Regions from separate parts of the Mus musculus genome. Here region 2 is linked to region 1. The links are chromatin contacts, called in public HiChIP or PLAC-seq maps. All regions are on one chromosome and are shown on one strand. The core of a region is the stretch at or near the end of the contact, and the rest is flanking DNA. Distances in the headings are between cores, read along the strand shown. Region 1 holds the start of Rnpep (arginyl aminopeptidase (aminopeptidase B)). Region 2 overlaps Lmod1 (leiomodin 1 (smooth muscle)).

The links. HiChIP or PLAC-seq counts read pairs in DNA pulled down with a chosen protein or histone mark.
Region 2: a contact with region 1 is called in an H3K27ac HiChIP or PLAC-seq map of extraembryonic endoderm stem cells. The contact joins the enhancer-like site here to the promoter of Rnpep in region 1. A contact is called at or near these places in 4 of 39 promoter capture datasets (the 3T3-L1 cell line, the SN4741 cell line, embryonic stem cells and 1 more), 3 of 484 Hi-C or Micro-C datasets (the HPC-7 cell line, embryonic fibroblasts and liver), 9 of 115 datasets of contacts at active chromatin or transcription factors (the SCID.adh cell line, embryonic stem cells, epiblast stem cells and 3 more) and 3 of 9 other capture datasets (adipose tissue, liver and pancreatic islet).

Annotation. Positions count from the first base shown.
Region 1 is chr1:135,280,597-135,287,631 of GRCm38.p6, reverse strand. It overlaps Rnpep (arginyl aminopeptidase (aminopeptidase B)), which reads left to right and starts at 3,548. Exons shown (of 11, transcript NM_145417.3): 1 at 3,548-4,070. The coding sequence starts at 3,624. It also overlaps the pseudogene Gm19642.
Region 2 is chr1:135,328,129-135,335,163 of GRCm38.p6, reverse strand. All of the region lies in intron 1 of Lmod1 (leiomodin 1 (smooth muscle)), which reads right to left. Among named protein-coding and RNA genes, the nearest start is that of Lmod1, 6.8 kb to the right of the region's middle. Within about 2 kb of position 3,808, at least 9 of the 459 cell types and tissues checked have an H3K27ac peak or open chromatin away from gene starts, as enhancers often do. A contact at or near this core is called in extraembryonic endoderm stem cells, where this site is marked.

The sequences.
Region 1 (7,035 bases), core at 2,299-4,798:
GGCTCTTGCCTCCTCTCAACACCACTTCTTTCTGCTTGTTTTGCTTTGTTTTGTTTTAAGATAGGGTTTCTCTGTGTATCTCTACATTATGAGACTTGTCTCAAATTCAGAAATCTGCCTGCCTCTGCCTCCTAAGTGCTGAGATTAAAGGTGTGTACTACCACCACACTTGGCTCAACAAGATCTTTTTTTTTTTTTTCCTGTTATACTGCTCTTTATTTATTTAAACAAGGACACAGGCTGGCATGCCCAAAGACATCACTCAGTACCTAGTTGGTTCAGGCAATCCCCCTATTGGTCGGTTAGGTCCTGATTTCTAGTAATATTCACATGGTGTCTACAATCAGCTGATCCTATCTCAAGAGACTCCAGGCACATCACAGACATGGAGCATATAGGACCAGGTGGCCTCACTGGACATCATCATCATCATCAAAGAGATTTTCAAAATCATTAAAAATGTCTGCAGGAACTGCCTTTTCATTGGCTGCCAAGTCCATCAAGAGACCAGTGCTATCTCCAGCCTCATCCAGGTCTATATAGGGCCCCCGCGCCCTCGGGGAACGTCTCATCCACAGCCAGTTTCATCTAGAGATCAAATCTCTCCCCCCACAATCAGTGTCTGCTTTAAAAACCACTAGTGCCAGGTAGAGGTAGTACACGCCTTTAATCCCAGCACTGGGGAGGCAGAGGCAGGCAGATTTCTGAGTTCGAGGCCAGCCTGGTCTACAAAGTGAGTTCCAGGACAACCAGGGCTATACAGAGGAACCCTGTCTCAAGAAATCCAAAATTAAATAATAAACAAATAAATAAGCACTAGTGCCTTTTATTGGAGAATAAATACAGAATCCAAAGTCTAGGTGGGTGTTCTATGCAGGCTGGAGAATCATGTGTGCATGCTCTCAGTTTCAGATGAATGAGTTTATTAGGCATGTAGCAAGCAAAGTAAAAGAACCAATAGCAAGTAGCAGATAGACAGGAGCAGACAGACAGCAGACACACAGCAAATTATCATCAGATCAAACCCAGCAGAGGTGACAGGAGCAGTGGAGTTAGAAAGCCAAGATAACATCAAATCAGGCCTTAGCGACATCCAGCAGGAACTGACTGGGGAACTCTGGAATTCCCAGCCTAGCAGCTTTTCCTGGATAAGCTGCCCCTCCCCATCACAGGAACTTTTATCCCATGGAATAAGCAACAGTCATTTCTGTTGGAAGTAACTTCAAGCTGTTCAGGGACTCGGTGTTTTTAATAACCTTAGCAGCTTGCTGTTTTCCTCTTCTCCCTTTTACATAGTGGGGAAGGGGGTGAAGAGGGAACAGTGGCATACTGACCCAGGACAGGGGCAATTTGGAGGACATTTTAAACAAATTTGGGGTTGAAGTGGAGGGGTCAAGTTTCAAGTGCCAGCTTCTTGGTGAGCTAACATAGCAGGTAACACTTTACCAATACAGGTGCTCTGTTGTCACTAGAATGTCCCTGCTTCTATGATTTTTTTTCTGCATTAAGTTAAGGAGAAAAGAAAAACCCAGATTCATGCATGGTGAGTTAAGACTTTAATCACATCAGTCAGGAGGCAGAGGTAAATAGATCTCTGAGGCTGAGGCTGCAGGTCTAGGCCAGCCAGGGCTGCATTAGTGAGACCTTGTCTTATGAGAAGGGGGTGGGGGTCTGGGGTATAGTTCCGTGGTAAATCATTTGCCTAGCATATGTGAGTCTCTAGGTTCTATACCAGTTCCTGGGGGAAGTTTTGTCTTTGGATAGATAATAGAGATATATACCTTTAATTGTTGTTTTCCTCCTCCAAAGACATGAACAAATATCTGTTCACTATGGCTAGGGGTACTCTGGACTACTGAAGAAACATACCCAAAGCTCCACAAAAAAAGAGTGTCCTCTGTCCCTGCATGGTCCCTATTTCTTTTCCTTTCCTTTCTTTTCTTTTTTTTTTTAAAGATTTATATATTTTATTTATATGAGTACACTGTAGCTGTCTTCAGACACACCAGAAGAGGGCATCGGATCCCATTACTGATGGTTGTGAGTCACCATGTGGTTGCTGGGAATTGAACTCAGGACCTCTGGAAGAGCAGTCAGTGCTCTTAACCACTGAGCCACCTCTCCAGCCCATAGTCCCTATTTCTATAACCTCGAGAACCTTGTCACATTCTGAGCTACCTAAATTGTATGACCTTCTTTCTTCTTTAAGACTGAAAAGTGCCGGGTGTGGTGGCATACACCTTTAATCCTAGCACTCGGGAGGCAGAGGCAGGCAAATTTCTGAGTTCCAGGCCAGCCTGGTCTACAAAGTGAGTTCCAGGACAGCCAGGGCTATACAGAGAAACCCTGTCTCCACAAACCAAAAAAAAAAAAAAAAAAAAAAAAAAAAAGACTGAAAAGTTTCAATCCCTAGGAAATGGCTACACTTAATCTCTTCATTTGTTGCCTCTGCAAGGCACTGTCACAGAAGAGAAACAAAATGTAGCGCTGTGTCCAGCTCAAACTGAGCCACACAAGGAAAATACAAAGAACATGCAATGGGCGACTAAGCATTTCCATGCGTGCAGGGATGAGGGTGTAGCTCAAAGGCAGAGTGCTTGTTTAGGGTACTTAAGGCCCTACATTTGATCTCCAGCATTGATAAACAAATATTATCTAGGAAGGGTGTAATCCCATAACTCCTCAAGCTGATGTAGGATGGCTATTTTGAGACTACCTTGGGCTACATAGTAACACAATAATTTTTTTTAAAGTTGCATGATTTCAATAGCTAGGGAGTTTAACTAGTCTTAATGAACTCATTTAAAAATCTAACTTGAGGGTAGAGAGATGGCCCAGCGGTTGAGAGTCCTTGGCTGCTCTTGTAGAGGACCTGGTTTGGTTCCCAGCATCCAATGACAACTTACAAGGTCTGTAACTCCAGTTCCAGGGGGTCCGACTCTATCTGCAGGCACTAGGCATACGTGCGGGCAGAACACCCATCCATATTTTTTCAAAAGAAAAAATTAAAAATAGAAACAACTAAATTTAAGTTGAGTGGGAACATATAGATATATAACAACCACAAAACGTCTCTGGTCCTGACACAAAAGCGTTAAAGATCTGTGTGCCTGGGGTTGCGGGGGTTTGTGTGTGTGTGTGTGTGTGTGTGTGTGTGTGTGTGTGTGTGTGGCTATTTACTAAGCACGCTAGACATCTTCCTTGACGGAAGAACAGCATTACAACTCCTGTTTTACAATTCATTCAAGATGTCACACATGTCCTAATGACTGGCCTAGTGGAGAGAGTGAGTGAAATTTCAAACCCAGAGCCTTTCAATCCAGGTTCTGGTCCCCTGCATCTTGCAGACTGCTTAGAAGATGGGGAATCCTCAAGGGTGACCTGGAACTAGGGTGACCCACCACACCACCTACTTCGGTCTCAGGGTAGCACAGGAACCTGTGTGAAGCAGGAAGAGGGGTTGTGTGCCACAAGGGAGGGGACAGCCCCAGGGGGTTAGGGGCTGTGGCCGCCCGAATTCCTCGGAGGGCGGGGCGCATGGTGGCGCGTCGCCTCGAGGCGGAGCCTGCCAAGACCCGAGGAGCGACCGACCTTCCTGGCGGGTGAGCAACCGCTCAGGAGCCATGGAGAGCGGCGGACCAGGCAACTACAGCGCGGCCGCCCGGCGGCCACTGCACTCGGCCCAAGCCGTGGACGTGGCCTCGGCCTCCAGCTTCCGCGCCTTCGAGATCCTGCACCTGCACCTGGACCTGCGGGCCGAGTTCGGGCCTCCGGGCCCGGGTCCGGGAAGCCGCGGATTGAGCGGCACGGCGACGCTGGAGCTGCGTTGTTTGCTTCCCGAGGGCGCCTCGGAGCTGCGGCTCGACTCGCACAGCTGCTTGGAGGTGACGGCGGCGACGCTGCGACGGGGACAGCCGGGAGACCAGCAGGCGCCGGCAGAGCCCGTGCCTTTCCACACACAGCCCTTCTCGCACTATGGCCAGGCCCTGTGCGTGGCCTTCCGGCAGCCCTGCGGTGCCGCCGATCGCTTCGAGCTGGAGCTCACCTACCGCGTCGGGGAGGGACCCGGGGTGAGTGCGCGCGGGGCGCCCGGGCCACCGGCCTCTCTCAGCCCCCTTGGCCAGCCTGCTGCTCCTAAGCAGCCCAGAGATGGAGAGCAGGAAATCTGGCTCTGCTTCCGCAGCTTCCGCGGGAGATCCCCGTGCCCCTACTCTCTTCCCCAGAAGCCGGCTTTGGATTCCTGCCCCGTGCTCCCCATTCCTGGGCTCGAACCTCTCCAGCCGGTGCTTTGTTCCTCCTACCCGTCCTTCCTTCCTGCCTTCCTGGTCTCTGTCGGGATTATTTGCCTTAGATTGCCCTGCCTCACCTCTGACACACACGTGCTGGACCGACTTGTCCGCTAGCCTCTGTCTTTTCAGGATGAGAAACTTGCTTCGCAAACTTTGCTTTTTGTTTTGTTTTATAATTCTCCTTGCTGGAGCCTGGACAGTGTTGGTTAATTAGCTGGATGCTGACAGGGTCCTTTCATGTGCTAGCAAGCCCTTTTGGTTGCACAGGTTAAAACAGCCCGAGAAGCATTTTTACTTCCTCCTTTGAAATCCTGCTATTGACTTAAAAGAATCCGAGCAAAAATGGGAATGTGTAATTAGAGTACTCTAGACTTTATAATAATTCAGCCTTCTCAATAACGGTTGGCTCTTAAGTCTTAAGGTTTTCAGAGTTGGATGAATATTGGAAGTTTAGGTAACTATTCATAGCGGACATTTGTAAGAGTGACAGCCTTAGGCTGGGTTACAAGGTTCACCAAAGCTGTTGGCAGACTATTGGAGCTTGCTTATCCAGCTAACAGTTCCCCTTTACTGACCCAAAGAGCACTTGACTTCCTCCTTTGATTGGAGGAATAAGCGAGCCTTGCGATAGAACTTGTTGGGAAACTGAAAGCACCATGGTTTAACCTAGCACCAAAAGCAAAGCCAAGTTCCCGTCGGTGCCTGGGCGGAAGCTGGACATTGGGAAATATCTTTGGTTCCTCTGCTATATTTTGAGTCCTAATTTTCAGTGGGAGCTAGAAATTAAACAGGATTGGAAAATTAAACCCTCCCTAAATTTGCATACTCTAAAGTTGTCAAAGTTAACAACAGAATCTATTTTGAGTTTGTAATCCTCCTGCCTCAGCTTCCTGGGTGCTGGGACTCCTGGCAGTGTGCCATCATGCCTGGCCCGTATCAGGTGCCTAGGTTTAGACGTTCACCGGATGTTGTCAAACATTTAGACAAGTGCCTTGCACATCTTAGGAAACCCTGCTCATTATCCTTCCACTATCTTTTGTTTGTTTGTTTGAGACAGGGTTTCTCTGTATAGCCCTGGCTGTCCTGGAACTCACTTTGTAGACCAGGCTGGCCTCGAGCTCAGAAATTCGCCTGCCTCTGCCTCCCAAGAGCTGGGATTAAAGACGTGCGCCACCACCGCCCGGCTCTTCCACTATCTTTAAGTTATAGAGCAGAATCAATTATTGTCCTTCAAAACATCATGGCTGAGGCCTCTCTCTGCTTTCCAAAGGGTTGCCCTTTGGACTACGGAGGTCTTCACTGAGGACATTGGCATGCATTCTTTTCCCGATTTTGCAACCATTCTGATGAGCGCGCTCCCTCAAGCACTGCAGCGCCTTCTCCCAGAATTCACATGGGCGGTAGTGCCCAGGTTTCCTCGTTTCCCCGTTCTGTTTCCTTCACATCATTTAAGAACAAACGAAGCAAAAACAAACAAAACACCGTAAACAAAGATGGCGGAGGGATAATGTACAGGGTTTCCTAAGATGTACAAGGCACTTGTCTAAATACTTGACAAAATTTGGTGAACTTTCTCTCTCTATAAACGCCCGATACCAGCTAGGCATGGTGGCACATTGCCCGAAGTCCCAGTACTCAGGAAGCTGAGGCAGGAGGACTACAAATTCAAAATAACAACCAAAGACAGATTAACGGCATAACTGGGCACAGCTCCTCACGCATCTTCCACGATTTCCATTTCCCTATTAGCATCTGGTCGGTCAGCGCTGGCACACACCAGCTGTCAGGCTAACAAGGCTCCACAGGCTTTAGCGGCATCTTAGTTTTTTTACCTACTTCCTTTCCTGATTCATGAGCCCAGGCAAAGCAGCATATTGTAGCTAGCTGTGTAACTGCCCATCTTTGAGTTTGTCAGGCTTTCCTTGTTTTTTTTTTTTGTTTTGTTTTGTTTGTTTGTTTTTTATAACTTTGACAGTTTGGAGGAGTGCTGGTCAGGTATGTTATAGAATGCTCTTCTACTGGAAATTTTCAGATGTTTTCCCAATGACTACATGATTAGACTGGAATTGTACATTGTAGAGGGGAAATTCACTTGGATCACACTGAATTGAGTCAGTGTATTAGCAACATGTCATCTGTATGTTGAGGTTGACCTCGGTCACTCCTCTACATTAGTATTCTTCAGCTTTTTCTACTGTGCCACCTCCTGCCTTCCACACTACATTGTATTTATTGGAAGACTAATTACATTTACTATACTTGAGCAAAAGCAGGCAAAAGAAAAACTCAATATCTAATGTGACTTTCTTATGTATCTCTAGTGTCTTACTGTTGCAGGAACTATTAAAATAGAGCCACATGGCCGCACTACTGCAGGCAACTCTGCCCTGGCGTGTCCTGCCGGGCTACTCTCTGCCCTCCAACTCTCTGGCGGGGCAGAGCTCCCAAGTTCCCTTTGATGCCATGCCAAGCCCCATGCACCCGCCCACTCTGTCTCTAGCTAGTGCGCCACGGAGACCAATCGCTGTGTTCCCAGCTCTGGTTTGCTTGTCTCTGGCTCTGCTAGTTCCTTCTCAGCCATAAACTCCTGTAATCTGGAGGGGGGGGGGGGTCCCACATACCAGTAACCAAGTAAATCAAAACTCTTGAAGCTTATAATTAGCCAATCGGATTTATGTATCAACAAATTCTCAATTCATAAGATGCTAATACAATAATTTCAGAATCAATTGATAATGATAAAAGC
Region 2 (7,035 bases), core at 2,559-5,058, 47 kb before region 1:
TGGGTTAGGAGAAGGATGCAGAATATAGCCAAAGAACATGGCTGTACCCTGACTGCTCTCAAAGATGGGCTCGCCTGAAAATGACCACAATGGCTATCTGCCCAGTACCCGTTATTTCGAAGCATGGTGTTAGATCACCTCCATCTTTTTAAATCTCATCTTCATAAAAACTCTTCAAATCAGTAGCATCATCCTTTGAAGTAAGTCAAGTGTTCTTGAAACATAAACTCCACACTTAGACACATACCAGACAGAAAAGAAGTCGCAAGTGGGAGAAACATGTTCTTAGGATCCTGGTTTATAATAGCCCCAGACTGGAAACTTCCCACATTGCCACTAACAGGGAGATGGATTAAATACATTTTAGTATACTCATGCTGTGGAATATTGCACAGGGTGGATGTATAAAAATGTGGTGATACGTCTTCAATTCCAGCACTCTGAAGGCAGAGCAGACACATCTCTGAGTTCGAGGTCAGCCTGGTCTACAGAGCAAGTTCCAGGACAGCCAGGGCTACACAGAGAAACCCTGTCTCAGAAAACAAAACAAAACAAAACAAAACAAAATGCTATGGACGACACCACTGTTGATTTTACCGACAGTGGAGTAAAAGAGTCCAGAGAACTCTTCCCTTAGGAGTCCATAAAAACAGACAAAACCAACCTATGGGGTTGGAAGTTGAGGTAGGTGTTAGCCTTGGGGAGAAAGCTTGGGTGGGTGCTGTGGTACTGTCAAGCTGATATTCAATGTCCTGATCACTCTGGACTGTCACCCAACTCTGTCTACACTTCTGCACTGTGCACACTTCTGCACGGCTTTTATGTTGTTGTAAAGCCTGTGTGGGGGAAGGCCCACTTTGCAAAGTACAAATGCAATACGGAAAAGAATAAAAAACAAAAGAAGTTAACGCTTATATGTATGCTAAGCGCTTGTCTGAGGCCACACAGTGTCCGAAGTCAGCAGAGAAGTCACCATGTCCCCTGACTTGACTTGGAAATCTGTTTAGGACCCATCTCTCAGGTGTCATTTGGGTACTGGGAGGGAACTGTGTGCTCCCCCATGCCTGAGCATGGGTGGCCTTGAGGACAGACTGATGCACATGAAATAGAAAGTCTACGGGGCTTTTAAGCCTTGCTGGCACAGGTTGTAGTCTGGTGACAGCTTGCAGGCCAGATTTCTTGTCTAAAAGTGTTTTCCTGTTTTCTCTACCTCTCCCAGGGAGCACTGAGCATTCTTCTGGTGGCCTAGGCCTTGACCTCTGACGACTGTGCAGCCTCCTAAAATTCTCCCTGCTTCAAATCCAGCCTATATATGGCTGCTCCTGCTGCCTCCCCAGCTCACGCAGTGCATGTGTCAACACATCAGAGAACAGCTTCGCTACCTCCTCCCCACACCTGTCAATCAAGCTGCATCACTGCTATCTCCTTTGCTTTCCCTCCATGCAGCGGTGAGACTCTGCCTGGCATGCGGACCTGCCAGCTGCTGTGAGCTCCATCTCTTCCTTACTCCTTCCCCAGTGCCATCAAAGTGTTTCCTTCTGCTGACTTATTCCCAACAGCAGACAGATAGGCAACAATGTTCCCTGTCTCTAAAAAGTCCTCCCTGTTGCCACATTTACCTTGGCGCTCTCTCTCTCTCTCCCTCTCTCTCTCTTTATTTATTTATTTATTTAGTTTTTTGAGACAGGGTTTCTCTGTGTAGCCCTGGCTATCCTGGAGCTCACTTTGTAGACCAGGCTGGCCTCGAACTCAGAAATCCGCCTGCCTGATTAAAGGCGTGCGCCACCACACCCGGCCCTTACCTTGGCTCTCTTGATTGTGTTAGAGTCTCTCTCTCTCTCTCTCTCCCTCTCTCTCTCTCTCTCTCTCTCTCTCTCACACACACACACACACACACACACAGGCACACATTTCTTTCTCGAATCTGTATACACTGTTGAGTCTATTCTTCACTACAGTGCAATAACTCCATTATTCGAGTGGCTTCCATGGTCTAGGCAGGGTGGCTGATCCCCTGCCTTCTTATTATTATTAAACCTCTTAGCAATAAGGACAAGGTAGAGATCAGAGAGCTCTCTTCCCTGACTCCTTTTTCCTACTTGCTTCTATGAGACCACCAGCCCCCCCCCAGTCTCACGCCCAAATGTCTACTCTCCACCAACACCCACTCCCTAAGTGATCCCTTCTAGGCTCATGGTTTTAACTATTATTCGAGGGGTGGAAAGATGTCTCAGCAGTTAAGGGCACTTGCTGCTCTTGCAGAGAGCAGCTCGCAGCACCCAGCTCCCAGTCATTCATTACTTCAGTTCCAGGGAATCTAATGCCTTCTTCTGGCCTCTGTGGACACCAGGCACACACACGGTGCACAAACATAAAACAAAAACATAGAAATAATGCTTTTGTTTTAGGCTTGTTTTTCAAGGCTTGGTTTCTCTGTGTATCCCTGGCTGTCCTGGAACTAGCTTTGTAGACCAGGCTGACCTTGAACTCACAGAGATCTGCCTCACCCTGTCTCTCAAGTGCTGGGATCATGTACGCTCTGTGTATGTGTGTGTGTGTGTGTGTGTGTGTGTGTGTGTGTGTGTGTGTGTGTGTGTGTGTGTGTACAGTCTACCACGCTGGTTAGTTTATGTTAACTTGACACACAAGCTAGGGTTATCTGGGATCAGGGAACCTCAGTTGAAAAAATATCTTCATCAGATTGATCTGTGGGCAAGTCTGTGGGGTGATTTTCTTGACCAGTGGTGGATGTGGAAGGGCTCAGCACACTGTAGGTAGTGCCACCCCTGGGCAAGTGGTCCAGGGTTGTATACGTGGGTAAGCAGGGGAACAGGCCTTGGAAAGCAAGCCCGTGAGTGGCATCCCTCCACGGTGTCTGCTTCAGTTCCTGCCACCAGGTTCCCACCCTGCTTGAGTTTTCACCGTGGCTTCCGTTAAGGATGGACCGTGAACGGACTGTGACCCAGACGTGTGAACCAAATAAACCCTTTCCTCCCCAGGTTGCTTTTCGTCATGGTCCAAAGACCATTGTCTGCAACAATAGAAAGCAAAGTACACTATCTATCCTGACTGTGAGAATGAATGTAATCTGTGGTGACAAGGACAGTCTCTATGCTGTTCACCCTGTCCTAGCATTTAGAAAATGCCCAACATAATAGAATAGATATTTGACACATTAGTGATTTAGTAGACTCCTCCTTGTCCTTATAAGCATAAAATGTGATTTGTGAATTCTGTGTATAAAGGCAGTAAAGAGCCTGGCGTATGGATCAGACAAAGCCTAGGTTTAAAATGTGTGAGGCTCTGGGTGCTATCCATCCTTAGCACTGACAGAGCAAGCAGTGGCGAAGAGAGGGATGCACATGTGGTAAGCAGGGGGATGAGTGGGCTGAGGAGGACCAAAGGGAAGGCAAGAAACAAACATCCATGAGCCTTCAGTACCAGGTTTCCAACCCAGCACATGCCTTGGAGCCTTTGCAGGTTATTGAGCCTAACCACTCCCCAGGACCAGGCACTTCAGCTTCCATTTGACAGATACTCTGGTGCGTACAGTGATTTGTCCAAACCATACAATCAGCACAGTAGGCTGGGAGTCCAGGTCTGCTTGGACTCTGGCGATTCCAACCTGTCGATTCTATACATGCAGCACCCATAGTACCTCCTGGAGCCCTGCTCCAAGACCAGTGCACCTCAGTGCAGGAGACAGGCATTTTGCATTCTGCTGTCCCTGCCCCCTGCTCTGGAGTCAGGGCTGATGAGATAGCCAGAGCCTAGGGATCCTGAACAGGGAAGAAGTGAGGGCAGGAGAGGGTGGAGCGTGGAGCAGGAGGCCTTTCTATTCCTAGCTGTTTGTAAACAGTGTCCTGACGACCTGGCCTGGCCTGTGCAGTGGACCCCAGACATAGCTGAAGCCAAAATTCCCAAAGCAGCCCTGGCTTTTCTGAGATCATGCTAGGTTGGAGCATGGCTGACAAGGAGAGTTCTCCATGCCTAAACAGCCCCTCGGCTTTCTCTTTCCCGCTAGTTCTCAGAACCAGTAAACTAGCATGGGTCCCTGGGTCTGGGATGAGAAGGAGGTGAGATAAAGGTAGTTCTGTCAGGTGACTGGAGCCAGGCAGTAATCGAAGACAAACAATCCTCGCCTCCTTCCCTAAATTACTTCCTTGCTTTTCTCCTTTCCCCTCACCCTCTTGTCATTACCTCATTCCTGCAGACAGAATGTTTTCAGCCTTGTGAGGTTGTTTTTTTTTTTTAAATGTCGTTTTGGCATCTGCATAGGTACAAAGCCTGAAGAATTTAGAGTGAAGAAAGTCTCTCTCCTGGTGAACTAAACTCTCAATACTTGATCCTGTTTAATCCTCCAATAACCCTTCCAGGCTGATTTTTATCATTCCTACTTGACAAGTAACGGAGCTGAAGAAGCTAAGCCGATGAGACGGGGTTGGTAATGCCCTTGGCATCCGCACATGATAAATAAGTCAATGTTCTCTCTCTCACCTAAGGCACTCAGCTTCACTGGCACTTCGAGGGACAGAAGCAGAACCCAAATCTGCACCTAGCTGAGTCCAGGTACCTATGGTTTTCTAGCTCCTGCCTGGCCCGGCTGCAGAGAAGCCCTGAGCAGGGACGGATACCCTGACTGTCAACCACCTCTTTCTGCTGCTTATGCCTAGTGTGGTTCAATAAGCACAATACAACCAACTTGGACCTTACCCTATGAATAAGGATATTCCTGTTTATCCAACTTGGCAAGCACAGTTTCTTGCTCCCTCTACCTCTATGCCTTGTGGCCCTTCTTGTTTTGACTACACACACACACACACACACACACACACACACACACTCACGCGCACACACACACACACACTCACGCGCATGTGCGCGTGTTCTTGTGCCCTGCAAATCTTTCTCAGTACCTGCCACTCAAGGCTTGCCTATTCTGAGTCAGCTGTGGAAATGCTGGCATGAGCTGACACCATAATTCCACAGTCTCCTGGAGGAAGGAGAGAGACTGGGAGTGCAGATAGGCTAGATGAAAGCTTTTCTTCCTCATTTTATCCACGTCTGGGGACCATGAAGTCCTTGAAGCCCTGGTGCTTCCAACTCTCTGTGTTGCTGGCCGCTGCCTTTCTTGATCAGTAGCACTCAGACTGCTTTGAACCCCCCCCCCCCACGTTCCTCTCTTTGTAAATCTTCCTCACTCCTGTCCATCATTCCTCTGGCTTGCCCACCTCTCATGTTTCCTATCCTGCCAAGCTCTCAAGTTCGCAGACTTGTTGTTCCAAGAAGGGGCAAGCATCAGAAGCCATGCTACCAATGGGATCCAGGTTTTTTTGTTTGTCTTGTATTTTGGTTTTTGTTTGTTTGTTCGAGATAGGGGTTCTCTGTGCATCTTTTTCTGTCCTGGAACCTCTCTGGAGACCAGGCTAGCCTTGAACTTACAGAGATCTGCCTGCCTCTTCCTCCCAAGTGCTGGTATTAAAGGTGTGTGCCTCCATAGCATGGCCACAAATTCTTTATATAGTATGTACACAACCAACAAGAGATTTTTAAAAACCAGCGCGTTGAGACAAACATCTGTAGCTCCCACCACCCAGCTGGAGATAAAGTCAGCTGCTTTTCCCAACTACAGATAGAGGTGGGGTTTGTTGTTGTTGTTGTTGTTTTGTTTGTTTGTTTTTTGAGACAGGGTTTCTCTGTATAGCCCTGACTGTCCTGGAACTCACTCTGTAGACCAGGCTGGCCTCGAACTCAGAAATCTGCCTGCCTCTGCCCACATGCTGGGATTAGAGGCATGTGCCACCATTTGCCCAACTTAAAAAACAAAAACAAATAAACAAAAACAAATAAACAAAAACAAAAAACCATGGCTAGCTTTTTCTAGGTATGTGCTTGTGTCTACTTGGGTCACCAAACGCCCATCACCCTCTTCTGCCCTCTCTACCCTGGCCTCCAGGGCTATTTTGAGTGTGTACCAGTTGGGGTTAATCTCCTTAATCAGTGAGCTGTGCTCCCAACTAACCCAGCTATCTGCAAAGGGCACTCTGAGGGTTGGTGCTGTGGCCTCAGGGATTCCCATTCATGAAGGGAGCCCGAGGGGCCTGGAGTTGAATGAAGACCTGGAGGAAGGGACTGTGGAGGCAAATGGGCAGAGGGAGACTGGGGACAGTAGTGGATTGCCACAGAGTCTCAAATTAACCTCTAGGGAAAAGCTAAAAGAGCTTCCTCCACCCCCTAGCCCAGCTGCCCTGGCCCCTGACCCCAGTTTCGTACAGGTGCTAATCCTGGGTCCCTGTCACCCTAGGGAGAAGGACAAGAGAGGCAGGCTGAGGGCATCACCCCCCACCACTTGGGAAGGGAAGAGAATAAGAGTTGACCTGTGGTGATCAGGTCCCTGAAACATGAGACCAGGGCCGCCTCACTCCACAGCTGGCTCAGGCTTTGGTGAGGGCTCTGTCTTCCACCTGGGCTAAGGGAGAACTCCCAGAGGACCGATGAGGAACCCGGCTGCCAGATCCACCCCATTTACAGACAGGGACAAAGCCCTCCTCCAGCCTTCCCTGAATCTCCTGCTAACTAAAATTCATTTCATAAGCAGCTGGGAATCTTCCGTATGGAGGTCTTATGTAAGTATTTGCCTCCTGAATAATATATGCTGGTGAGAGAAACAGCCAGGAAAGCAGACTGCAAGAAAAAGAGGGGCAGGGGCTGTGTGGCTCCACAGGAAGGCAGATGTTTGCTGTGCTCAAGGCCCTGGGTTCAGCCTCCATCACCCTGACCCACACTGCGGCTCAGCGAGAGGAAAACTGCTTCCTGTGCAAACCTGACAACATGAGTTACATCTTTGGAACCTACCATGGAAGTAGAGAGCTGACTCTTGAAAACTGTCCTGTGACTTCCACATGCACGTCATGACCCACGTGCACCCCCTTCCTTAATGATAAATGTCCTGAAGGGTAGAATGTCACGATACAAGAATGTTCAATCAAGGTGCCCGCCCGGCTTTGCCTAAGAATCTGGGATGACCATCTGGAG